2 separate regions of the Mus musculus genome follow, and region 2 is linked to region 1. Evidence: chromatin contacts called from public Hi-C data. All regions are on one chromosome and are shown on one strand. Each heading gives the region's core, a stretch centred on a gene start, on an enhancer-like site or on the middle of the called end of the contact. The rest is flanking DNA. Distances are from core to core; before and after follow the strand shown. Region 1 has its middle 120 kb from the start of Gm39451. Region 2 has its middle 150 kb from the start of Gm39450.

Region 1 (6,587 bases), core at 2,081-4,580:
TACTCACTCTGGAGTCAGTTCCAATGAAAGAAGAAAGCACAAAAGCCACTTGCATTTTGTGCGCCAGCCTTAGCCAATGTGAACCATGCTGTGTTCGAACCCCAGACGCAGATTCCCTTTTTGAGTCGATGAAGCTGCTGCCAGGCTCAATTTTTCTTGGAGACAGAAAATGTTTCTTCACCCTCATAAGAAAGATGGCTTTTTACAGGGCATTGCTTATGATAAATATGGATAATGTGGAAAATATTACCCATTTAATTATTTCTATAACTTCTTAACTAAATTTATTACAGATTATGAAAAATCCATATACATAGCTGTTTTTTGTCTGCCTAATATATAGTTACTATTTCTCTTCCTCAAATACATATAAATGGATGCATACACACAAGAATAAACAAACATGCATTTAAAAAAGCTTTTGCTTCTCATCACCTTGGGATAAAAAAAATGCTTTGTGATGGTTAATCTTGTCAACGTGGTTGGATTAGCTCTGTCTAGGAGATGAGCTGAAATGTGCATGTATATCTTTGAGAATCATTCTAAGGATGCTTATGTGTCATGAAGGCACTCGACCATTCAGTGTCAGTCCAGAGGAAGATTCACAATGTAAATGACCATGGATGACGGAAGAGCTCATGAGGCTCAGCCCTAACTGAGAAGCTGCTTGCAGACTGCAGCTGCTGGGAGAGGGGAAGCCATCTTCCATGGAGGCGTGGCCCCTGGTGTGCTCCAGGGGTCAGGTCTATATCTACACATATCTAGGCAACACTAATTGAACTTAGTGGGTTATTAGAAATAACTGAAGAAGGCAAGAAGTCAGAAGGGTGATTGCCTTAGGAGAATGGGGTTGAGGTAGGAGAGCAAAGGGGGGGGGTGGCTATTACCATAATGTATTGTATTCATGTATGAAATTCTCAATGAATAAGCAAAAGTGATATTAAAAACTGAATAAATTTTTGAGAGATGGTAAAGTTTAGAATATAACGTTGGTGCAAAGGGCCAGTGTGCTTCCTCTCACCTGCCAATTCCCTCTGCTGTTGGCACCTGAAGCCAAGAGGTGAGAAGGTGCAGAGACAAGAGCGGAGTTCACCAGGAGATTAGAATCATCAGCTGATAAATAAAGTAATGGGACAAATAGCTTGAAACCGAAAGATTAGGCCCATTGGTGCTAATATTAACTGTCAACCTAACAGGATTTAGAACCACCTAGAAGACAAAACTCTGAGCATGTCTGTGATAGGGGTTGACTGAGGTAGGAAGACCCATCCTAAAATGTAGGTGGCACCCTTCTACACAGAAGGAGAAAGCCAAATGAACATTGTGTTTACCTCTCTCTGCTCCCTGCCTATGAGAGCAATGGGTCCAGGTGCCTCACCCTTTCCTGCCCTGACTTCTCCAGCATGGACTGCTCTTTCCCAGCATGAGGCAAAATAAGCCCTGCCTTCCTTAAGCTCCAGTCGCCAGATGCTTTGTCGGATCAGTGAGAAAAGTTAGTAATGGAAGGCCCAGAAGAAAACTCAACAACTAACTAAAAGTGACAGGCATTGGGTCTGAGGCTGGCTTAAGGGAGAAAATGAGAGCCCCAGAGAACTCGAATCCAATCAAGGCCATCCTTGAAACATCCGGGTATCCATATTAGCTTGGTTATCTGAATGAAACCTTTTATACAGAGTGCAGACACTTAGCCCTGGAGAGCCCATAGTAACCGATGGATGTCCACGAAGAAGCAATGTTCATGATAAAGCTATCCTACCCTTTCTGCAGATGTGAATCGGGAACCAATTTCAGGCCTGAGGATGTCAGGACACATTTACCACTTAAATTAAAACTGACTCGATGCCATGTTTGGAAAGGACAATGATTACAGGGCAGCCAACTTCAGTCCACAATAGTTATATGAACATCAGCTTAAATGAACATTATAGAATGTAGGTTGTACTATCCCATGGGCTGGGGTCCCTAACTGCATAAAAAGGGGAAAGCAAACAATGTACCATCATGCTGCTGACTGTCGAAGCAGGGTGAGCAGTTGCCTTGAGTGCCTGAACTCCCTCACAGTAAATACAATCATCTTCTCACTGACTGGGGACCCAACCTTTACATTCGCTCACCAGATTCACCAGATGAGGAAGGGAAGATGGTGCTCCCTGAGCATTCTGAATCTACAAAGCACACCGTTAGGATGACCCTCCGTGAATCCTCTCAAGAAATACCTCTAGCAGACATTCCGCCTAGAGAACTATTTTTAAAGGAGACATGGTGTCTTAGTCAGGGTTTTCCTGATGTGAACAGATACCGTGACCAAGGCAAGTCTTATAAGGACAACATTTCATTGGAGCAGGCTTACAGGTTCAGATATTCAGTCCATTCTCATCAAGGCAGGAACATGGCAGCATACAGGCAAGCATGGTACAGGAGGAGTTGAGAGTTCTATATCTTCATCTGAAGACTGCTAGTGGAAGACTGGCTTCCAGGGAGCTAGGATGAGGGTCTTAAAGCCCAAGCCCAAAGTGACACACCTACTCCAACAGGGCCACACCTTCTAATAGTGTCACTCCCTGGGCTAAGCACATATAGACAGTCATAGATGGAGCCTTAGAGAATGAAGGTAACTGCCCAAGAATGTGAACTCAGTAAATGGCTGAATTGTAAGTGACACCAGTGGACTGGCCTTCAAGTCCCAGTCCTTCACCACTCAGACACAGCATCTCATGAACGTTCTCCAAGTTTGACATTTAGATCTTACTCTAGGTCAGCGGTAGTATGCCTCACAATAAAGGATTGCACACATACTCACAAACTAAATGCCTGGAATCAAATCAACAATATAGAGCTAACACCTCAGAGAACAGCATAAAGTCTCTGAGGTAGGCATGAGTCATTTCACGGGTCTCAGGAATTCAGTGCACATCTCAAAATCTGCAGGAAGGTGGCAGCTGGCGACTGGGAAGGTTTCTGATGATGCTAACTTGGCTTGATTTGGTGGGAGGGGAAAACCCACACAGCAGACACAAAGGAACTCCAGATGGATTCCAATGCAGGCAGCAAGGAGGCAGATTGGTGGCCAGCAAAAATGAAGTTCAAAAGGGAGAAATTGTGTGTGTGTGTGTGTGTGTGTGTGTGTGTGTGTGTGTGTGTGTGTGTGTGTGTGAAAATCATGTAGTTGGCTTGCAGGTGCAGTGGCTTAGGCTTTCTTATGTTTCATCTGACTGGTAGTCACGGCATCTCCCTGTCACTGTCTTTTGTCAAAGAACAGCGAGTGCAGGAGAATAAACATCATAGGAGAAGAGCTTCCCCCTTGTAACTCAAGTTTGTCAACAGCTGGGCTCTACACTGACCAAATGTTGTATGGAGGAAATAGTTCAGAGCATTTCTGGGTTTGCTTTGATGGTGTTCTTCACCGTGAAAAACCAATTTTCAGAAAGCAAACAGGGTGCTTGGCAGAACGTGAAAGGAAGAAAAACCTGATGCTGTGCTAAAGAATTACATTTGCTCCCGCTCTCGTGCCCTGGAACCAGGACAGAAGCACTCTTGGATGTCAGCAAATAATCTTTTCAATTAGGAAGAGCAATATGTAGACCAGGATTCCTACTCCCTCCCACTGGTCTCTTTCTTCAGCTTAAATATCAATTTCTGATAAGATAAAGATCATAGAAGTAGAGCACAGGGTATGTTCATACAATTAACTTGAATATGGTGATAAAATATTTGAAATTATTGCCAATTAAAGATACAATCAAGCACTGTTTTCATATGAGCAGGAACTGAGGGGTTGTGTAAGACAGGTCTGGCTTCTGTTTAGGTCATTTTGTGAAGCAAGAACTGGGGACCAAGGAAGTAATGGCCAGTAAACAAAATATACAAAAAGGAGAATTTTCTTCTGTAATAGGTATAATCAGGTCATGACATTCAATGTCACTGGAGGTCACAGACTCAGATACTGTGGCTGGAGTTTTAAAAGAACTTGAATAATTTTAAGGTCGACAGAAATATTAGACCCAAGTGGTCAAGCTCAGTGCCAAGATGGGCACACATGACCTTAGAAATCTGGAAAGAGTTTGTGAGGCTTTTACATGCTCCACTTCAACCTATAAACATGACGAGCTTTGAGTGGTGCCAGCCCAGCACTGTCCACCCACCATATTTAACAATTTTTAAGGCAGACTGCATCAACTTAATCAGAGATATGACGCAGCCTGTTTGTATGCACATGGACATATGTGTGTGCACATGTGTTTATATGTGCATGCATGTATACATGCATGTGTATGTGTGTGTGTGTGCATTCTTGTGTGCAAATGAGCATGTGCTTTTGCTATGTCATGCATGTGGAGGTCAAAGAACAGTCTCGGGTGTTTGTCCTCACATTCTAAGATAGGATCTTTCATGGTTCCCTGTGGTATACACTGGGCTAGCTGCTCTGAGAGCATCCAGGGACTCTATCTCTGCCTCTCATCACACTGTAGTACTGGAGTTATAGATAGGTGCTTCCCTCTTGTATCCGGCTATGTGGGTTAGAACTCAGACCTTCCCACTCTTATGGAAAATATTTTACCCAGTATTTACCCATATCCCCCAGAGCAAGAATATATGTCTTTTGAGAGCCCATCTTTTTGAGATTTATATTTCAGCTGAGGAATCTCTGGGAAAATAAATATCATTACTCCCTTGGCTTTGGTGGATATGAAGAGGTTAAGTTTGCCTATGCTGCCCATCCAGTTGTAGCACTACCAAACATTCGAAGACTAACATGCACTGCTTCTTGTGAAGTCCGAGGGCCCAGAGATGGGCCCTAACTTGGAGGTGCAGTTACTGCATCTCTGTGGGTTCTGCATGTTTGGGGGAAGTGCCAGCTGAGACCACCGGGCTCTTTTCCATGGAACATCACTTCCTGCAAGGACTAGCTTAATTTGTTATATCTTATAACAGTGGCAATCTCCAGAAGAGGAAACACAGTGAGCATTGCACCTGAGACCCAGATCTAATGCTCCACCAACCTTTCTAAGCCAAGGAAACTTCAGAGCCAGCCCAGAGTGTAAAGGGGGTAGAGAGACTTCACATCCTGGGAAAGAGCCACAAGGCAGGGGTAGAGTGAGGGGAAAAGGGTGACTGTAAACTTACGTGGTCTACTTTATGCCACTAACAAAAACAACGATGAAGATCATTCAGTTGGAAGTTGAGTCCAAGAACCTGCAACATGCCAGTTTCTGAATTTCTCCAGGTAATAGTGTGGGGTCCAGGGTCCAGAAAAGAGAGCCAGGAAGTGAGATTCTGATTCACTGACATAATCAAACTACTCACTACACAGCAGGAAGGGAAGGAGGCTGAGCACATGCCCTACCCAGAGATGGAGTCTGACACTGCTTACCAGCAGGAGGGCTTTCTCCTGGTTGTAAATAGATGCAAAATTGTCTCAGCACTGATAGCATTTGCTGTCTGCACAAACAGCTTGCTGGTGTATTGATCAGATTTAGTTTATGTCTATTAAATAATCTCACTTAAAGAATTAACCTACACAATAGACTCTGAAACAGAAAAATATATCACGCACACACAATTATCCAGTCAGCTAAAAGTTAACAAGATTTGAAATAAGACTCGCTGTACCACTGTTTTAAACTCCCAGAAACAATGTTATAGAGTAATCTAGAATATTAAATACCCCTGTGGCATCATGAAATACGTTATGGGGACATGTACAAAGGACCAGACGAATTTTCACCCAGAGGAAAAATAGGATAATTCATTTCCTTTCATACCCATCCTGAATTAATAAAGAATAATTCAAGATGCATTAGCTGGGTTGTAAAGATGTTTAAAGATTTACCTGGCTCAACAACTGATTTTCACCTAAATTAATTCCAATATTATTTAGACCTTTCCAAACCAAAACATTTTTTTGTAATCTGAGCTGACATCATAATAGCCTAATAATAAACACATTCACATCTGTTTATAACAAGTAATATGTGAAGCACTTTAATGAAAGTCACCCAAAATAATCTTCACTGCAACCCATGAGGTGAATAATATTGCTTCATTTAAAAGTGATTAAACGATTTGATCATACCACAGCTAAGTGGGAGGATGAGGCATCTATCTGAACTCACAGGAAGCAATCCTTTTGCTCCTCTACATCAATTTCAATGCCTGTGCTAAAGACCAAACCCACAGTGGTCTTAAAAACAAAGTTATGTGCCTCACAACAAAACCACACGTTTCCTAGTATGGCTATCATTAAAAAAGCTCTCAAGTCTCTGCTATCTGAACTCTCAGACTCCTGTCAGTTTACATCCCCTTTCTCTGGGGTTACAAAGGGGGTTAAGGGATTACACCTGACCACAGAAGGGAGAGAAATGACTTGTAAGCTAACTACTTGGAAAACAAAACAAAACAAAACACAGTAGGCAGAGTCCTCTTGTTTCATTGGTCAGGACCAGCAATACAGTGAGTGTTCTGAGCCCAGGTTCTGGAACAACAAACTGGACAGGAACTCTGCCTGTCTGTGAGAGACACGCATGATAGAATTAAGGCTTTGCTGTCGCGAGCCTCTGAGACTTGGGGATGGTTGGTTACACACATCA
Region 2 (6,587 bases), core at 1,848-4,347, 130 kb after region 1:
CATATCAAAGCAAGGAATGGCTATACAGTCACCTAGGAGAGCGGTAGGTGCTGGAGGCAGGAGGATGGCTGGGGAGTGCTGGCTGCCAGACAAGCTTCAGGTTCAGTAGGAGATCCTTTTTCAAAAAAAAAAAAGGTGAAGTAGAACATGATCAGAGTGATGGAGCAGAACACACAGAATGCATGGAAGGCCATACATATGTGCGCCCCCCCCCCCTCACACACACTCACTCTATACAAACAAGTAACTCCCATTTCTTCCCAGGGAAGACTATTGTTCTCTCGTGAAAAATTTCCCACCACGCTTCTCTCTCTCTTTGCAAAGTATTTTCTTCCAGGCATCTTTTCTTTATCTGCTCTTTACTACCTACTTCCATCTCCACCCCTTTGGCTCCTCAGCTTCATCCCAGAGGAGACCCAGTCCATGAACAGGGCTGTGTAATAAGCTAATTTTGTGCTATTTCCTATGTTATGATAATCTTCAGATGAAAGAACGTTTCTCGGGCTTCAGCCCACTGAGACAAGACAATAATGATAAGCTGGCTGAGCCTCCTGGTGTGTGGTGTGTGCGTGTTTGAACCGTGATTGCAACGCTCATGTTTGCATCCACCATCTGGGCTCCACGAAGTCAGAACGCCCAGTTAATCAAGGAAGACTTAGCGAGATTTTCGGGTGCCAAGAGCCTCCTTTGGTTCAATCACGGGTACTAATCATAAATTTGAACTGCTCACCCCATTCCTCTGTTAGGAAGTTTGTAGAATGTGTCTTTTTTTCTCCCCAAGCACTTTGTCACCCAACTATGGTCCCCATCTGGCTACAGGCTGTCTGCATCAGCGCTGGTTTTCTGGCTGATGACCCCACAAAGGAAATTGTATTTTAGCAAACTGTTTCAAATAATATTTCTTCAGCTATGAAAGAAACCCATTCTAAAATATCCTGCTTTTAACTTGTCAGCCTTTAAAACAGCAGGGAAGGGGGTGTGCAGGGGCATGGGCCAGAATCGCAGTTTTGATGGTTTAAATAGAAACCGTGATAATGAGAAGTTTTTGACTAATAGTTGAGAAGTGTTTTAGAGCAAAGCACCTCTTTTTGAGAGGCCAGAGAATGGCATTCATCGTGGCTTTAGTGCTAATGTTTTATTTAATCCTAACTCACTGCTCAATTTCTGTCACCCCACAAAGACGGGACGTGGATATTTGCTAATACTGTCAAGTGTGCATATTTTAACGAATCTTTTGAAATACATTTACAAGAGGTTCCTAATAAAAAGATATTATTACAATTCTACTTGAGACAATTGAAGCCTTCAAATATATTGGAGCCATGTTGGTAGGAAAAACTCTCAGAAACGAGGCCATGTCTGCTCGTGACGGGAGAGGGGAAGAGTGGAGGCAATTTTCTAGGCTTTGAGTGGTAAGAGAACCATCTGAGCTGTTTAAACCCCACCCACTCAAGCAAATGCCTGCTTCGCCCTTTTCCTGTTCTTTTTTTGGGTCACAGGTAGAATTTTTTAAAGTTCTTATTTCCATCAAATTTTTGTTGAAAGAAATTTCATCGTCTGACGTTCCAAAGGTTTTTTCCCTTAGACTCTACGTTTGTCTCACCCAGGGTCCTGGGGATGAGAGTGAAAGACTGCGTTTACATCCTGGTGATTGCAGCCTGGGTAAGTTCTGGGCTGAGAAGTCAAACAGGCAGTTCACAGGGGCAAGCGGTCTTGCTAGACTTCTGAAGCAGTAGCCATGGGAAGTTCAGAGATAAACACGGGTGTTTCAGCTCTCTCTGCCTCCCAGTCCTTTGTGGATTTCTACCGCATTTCCGTGTCGAGGCCTCCCTGTCTTCATCGGGTTAATGATATAGTTCCAACTAGCAAGTTACTTGTAATATGCAGCATAGCGCGGCCCTCACTCATAACAGGGCCTTATGCAATCTGAGCCGAAGAGCTGAGTTACCTCAGGGTCCTCTCTAGTTATGCTTCGTGTCCTCAAGGGCATAAATAAGTTCACTCTCACAGTCCTCAAGTTCAAATCCATTGGCATTCAGGTTTATCCATGCATGGTATAAACTGGGCTGTCCACAGAGCTTTGTGTGCCCCAGCTCCCTAAATTAGAAGTCTCAACCGCAAAACAACATATTCAAGGCAGCCATACCAGTGTGAAAAGACCATTTTACGTGCCACGAACATTTTGACTACCTACTTTTTATTGCTAAAATGTGAATTTAGATTTAGTTATGATTTGATTTCTAAGCACTCAATCTCTTCTTGAGGCGGGAATAAACTCAAACCTATGGTTATTATCCAAATATCGAACAGTATTTATTAGAACTAAACAATATCTGAAGATTACAGTTGGTGTGTTGATTTCTTTTTATAAGGTTCATTCTTAAATGAGAAAAAACAAACAAACATTGGTTACTTGTGTGAGGTTGCAGATTAGCTTCCTAAAATGCAGATTGTAGTATGATTTAGGCTGGTTACCTGTATAAGTCTCTCTAGGCCTCTCTTGTGATGTAGACCCATCAAGGCCTCTACCTGCTTTAGCCATAACTTACAAAACTCTGTGAAGACCCCACTGTCTTAGTACCACGGTGAACTAATCAAACATGATCCATAGCTCTAGCCTCAATGTCAAATGCAAAGTCACTTGTTGTGCCCTCTGTGAAAGGTATTAATGTCGAGTGAGTGTCTTGAAGCAGGGCCAGAGTGTGTCATAAAATCCCACATCTACCCAGAAAGAAGCAAAGAAGCAGACGCGGGAGCCCATTGACTCAACCCTGCCTTGACTTGACGTTCACAACCTCAAGGGTGGTGAGGCCATTCGCAAACTCACTCATTGCCTCTGCAAGTGAAGTCTGGGTTACGATGGTGGCCTTTCCGGCAGTGTGAGTGAGGAAAGGCCCCACAAGTTGCCTGTTCCGGCTCCCTGGAAACTCCTGTGACTTTCATCAGTCTTCAAAGTGAGCTGGAGCCAGACATCTTTCCAGGGCCAAAATAGTTTGGAAACAAAAATACGCAGTGCGGGCAAATCCACGAGAGTCAAGGCAGCTGAATAAGCACGCAGCTCACGGCACAGGAAACCAGGCTGCCCTGTAAATGAAATTAGTGTAATGAGGCTCTGTCGCCATCCCACGCCGGAGCTGAAAACTGACCTCTGCCAAGTGTAGTGTGTCAGATCTTCCTGGCTGAAGGCACACAGGACTTTGAGCTGGAGATTCTCCTGTGGACTACAGGAGTACTCTGTGCTAGCATCGCCTCCTTGGGGGCAGTCCTCTAGAACCTCACAGTGCAGAATGGACCCCTGACATCTTATTTTAGGGGCTATTTATTCATGGTGAGCTTTGGGTTAACTGGAATTCAACATAGACTTTTAAAAAGTGAAGAAGAGAGAGGAAAAGAGGAGAGGGAAAGGAGAAAGAAGTGAGAGGTGAGAAGAGGGAAAGAAGAGGAGAAAGGGGGCAAAAAAGGAAAAGAAAAAAGGGAGAGGAGAAGGAGAGAGTATGTGTACAGAGAGACAGAAGAGAAAAGAGGAGAAGGCAGAGGAGAGGAAGGAGAAACAGGGAAAGGCCTTTGATGTCCTAAGTACTTTCCCCTAAGGGTCCCACACTAACAAGGAACTAATGATGTAGGGGGAAAGGCTCCTGCCTCTTTTCGCAGATGGCATTCCATGAGGTATTCTGATGGTCACCTTCTAGCCTCCCATGGCCTCACAAACAAGAAAGAGGCAGCAGCTGGTAGATGCTGATGGTAGGAGCTCCTTGGTACCCAAATCATCCCAAATCATGCTCCTGCATGCCTGGGAAGGTGCTAAAGGACTCTGTGCTGGCTGCAGAATGCCTTTTATAATACATGCAACGTGAGTCGGCTAGGCTAGTCAACATCCCAAAGCAATCCAGTGGGCTGGCAACCATCTAGCTTCGGCCCTTTCATAGTAACTGAGTAGGGCTCTCCCCACTATGAATGATAAGGAATGGTCCCAGGGGACTGACTAATTGACTCAAAGGAGGTATGTGATATCTAACAAAGTCTAGGAGGGTGACAGTTTAGGATGTGACATAGTTTAGCTTCACTTAAGTGTATATTTTAAATGTGTCCATGAGGAATTTACAGAACAGAGCAACCCTAAATGTTCGGAAGTAAAGCTTGCTATGACGAGCAAAGTCAGGGTTTGGAGAAGCAATGTCCCTCATAGTCCCAGGCATTTACATACCTGATCTCTGGTTTGTAGCACTGTTTGGGGGCATCTAGTGGTGTGGCTTCATTACACTGAGCATGGGCTTTGAGAGCTTAAAGACTCGAGCTGTTTTGAGTGTACTCTCTCTACTCGATTCTTGCAGTTCGAGATGTGACCCCTCAGCTTCTGCTCCAGCCACCATGCCTGTCAGCTGCTGTCTCTGCTGCACCAGTATGGACTCACTGTCTGGAATCATAAACTCTTCCGTTTTTGCATTTGCCTTTTGTTTTGTTTTGTTTTGTTTTGTTTTGTTTTGTTTTTGAGACAGGGTTTCTATGTGTAGCCCTGACTGTCCTGGAACTTGATCTGTAGACCTCAAGCTCTGAGATCTGGCTGCCTTAGACCCCTTAGGGCTGGAATTAAAGGTGTGTGCCACCACTGAAACCCAGCTAAAGTCCTCCTTCATTAAGTTCCCTTTATCATGTTGTTCTACCACAGCAATAGAGATGTGACAACTACAAACGGGAAGGATGCAGGGAAAGCCATCTTCATAGTTTAAAGGATCATGGCACCTCACCAGATTGAGCCTGATGAGATAGATGAAAACATCTAAATGTGAGACATTTATACATACATACATACATATATACACACACACATGCATACATATACATATATCATACACATACATGCATACACATACACATACACAAAATACATACACACAACACACACACACGCTAAAACATCTTTACACACAGAACATTCCATAACACACAACAAGTGGCAGAAATTCATTCCTCCACAGGGTTTTCTGCTCCTACTTTACACAGCAGTAACAGTTATAATAGCTATCTGTGCTAAACTAAATGTCCCAACTTGGTCACATCTCTACCACGTGCTAAAACAATTCAAAGTCAACCTATTCATTTCCTTAATACAGGTCCTTTCAGACAGTAAAGATTACCAAGGTGTGCCTAAAATGGTTTCCCCATGACCCAGACACATATAGTACCATGAGGGAGTCCGTTCACTGTAAACAGCTGACTGTAGTCATGTCATCTCAATGAAACACGGACTCAGTACACCCAATCAGCTGTGAACTGAAGGAGGGGTTCTTAGAGGAGACTCAGCCCTATTGACTTGACATGAAACATTAGTAATCCTACCCTGCAAGATACCAAGGGCATAAGAACTAGGTTATTCTGCTCCCTGCCAGGAGGCTCACTTTATAAGATACATGATAATCCGCTCATATGCAAATAGGAATTCTCCTGTCCTCAAGTATAAACACAGTCCTGTAAAATGCAGCCCTGTACCTCTGCCTGTTTCTGCCAGCCAGCCTCAAGCATCTTCCTAATGAATGCCAAACCTCAGTACTCAGGAATTTGCATCCATCTTCAGTCCAAAGCCAAGTCCCTGAGCAGCCCAGAACCCACACCCTTAGCTGTAGCTCTCCACCTGCCAGCTTGAAATCAACGAACACTACAGAATGCCTTGCTCAAAATTAAAAGACCTTGCATTTATTATTTTTGTTAATTCATGTAGAAATCTAGCATACTGCCCAAAACTGAATCTAACACCTCTGTATGACAACACCCTTGAGTGATAGTCTGTCTCTGTCTCCCTCTCTTTACACATACACATACACACACACACACACACACACACACACACACATACAGAGAGAGAGAGAGAGAGAGAGAGAGAGAGAGAGAGAGAGATCAAGCAAGGCTTGAAGTCATTATGAGGCTGATGGTGTCTATGAACTTCTGAATTCCAGATCCTCCTGACTCTACCTCCATGGTGCCACGGTTGCATGAACGCACTGCCGTGCTGGATTTAGATTCCCCTTTTTTATGAATTCATAAATTGTCCATGGCTCAAATTTAACCTAGAAATTGGTGTCAGAAATATAACACTCTACAGTGTCAGGTGTTCACCACTCTACAGTGTCATGTGTACACCACTCTATAGTGTCAGGTGTATACTAGTCTACAGTGTCAGGTGTTCACCACTCTACAGTGTCAGGTGTTCACCACTCTACAGTGTCAGGTGTTCACCACTCTATAGTGTCAGGTGTATACTAGTCTACAGTGTCAGGTGTTCACCACTCTATAGTGTCAGGTGTATACTAGTCTACAGTGACAGGTGTTTACCACTCTACAGTGTCAGGTGGACACAACTCTACAGTATGAGGTATACAGCACTTTACAGTGTCAGGTGGACACAACTCTACAGTGCCAAAACTTCAGAGTGTCAGTGTATAACCCCTTACATGGTTCTCCTTAGAACCATGCCATATTTTTCTATGTCATTAGCAACTCTTTGATCATTTAAATAACATCATCTTCCTAATATTGAACTTTTCAAATTTTGCAAAATTATACTGCTGTAAATAATTCTATATTTTAACATT

The links. A called contact is a pair of places that touch in the nucleus more often than the background predicts.
Region 2: a contact with region 1 is called in a Hi-C map of the N1E-115 cell line, with 6 times the contacts expected there. The contact joins two enhancer-like sites. A contact is called at or near these places in 2 of 484 Hi-C or Micro-C datasets (the N1E-115 cell line and nephron progenitors).

Annotation. Positions count from the first base shown.
Region 1 is chr9:117,433,096-117,439,682 of GRCm38.p6, forward strand. It overlaps a transcript of Rbms3 not described here. Among named protein-coding and RNA genes, the nearest start is that of Gm39451, 120 kb to the left of the region's middle. Within about 2 kb of position 3,331, at least 4 of the 459 cell types and tissues checked have an H3K27ac peak or open chromatin away from gene starts, as enhancers often do. A contact at or near this core is called in the N1E-115 cell line, where this site is marked.
Region 2 is chr9:117,563,409-117,569,995 of GRCm38.p6, forward strand. It overlaps a transcript of Rbms3 not described here. Among named protein-coding and RNA genes, the nearest start is that of Gm39450, 150 kb to the right of the region's middle. Within about 2 kb of position 3,098, at least 11 of the 459 cell types and tissues checked have an H3K27ac peak or open chromatin away from gene starts, as enhancers often do. A contact at or near this core is called in the N1E-115 cell line, where this site is marked.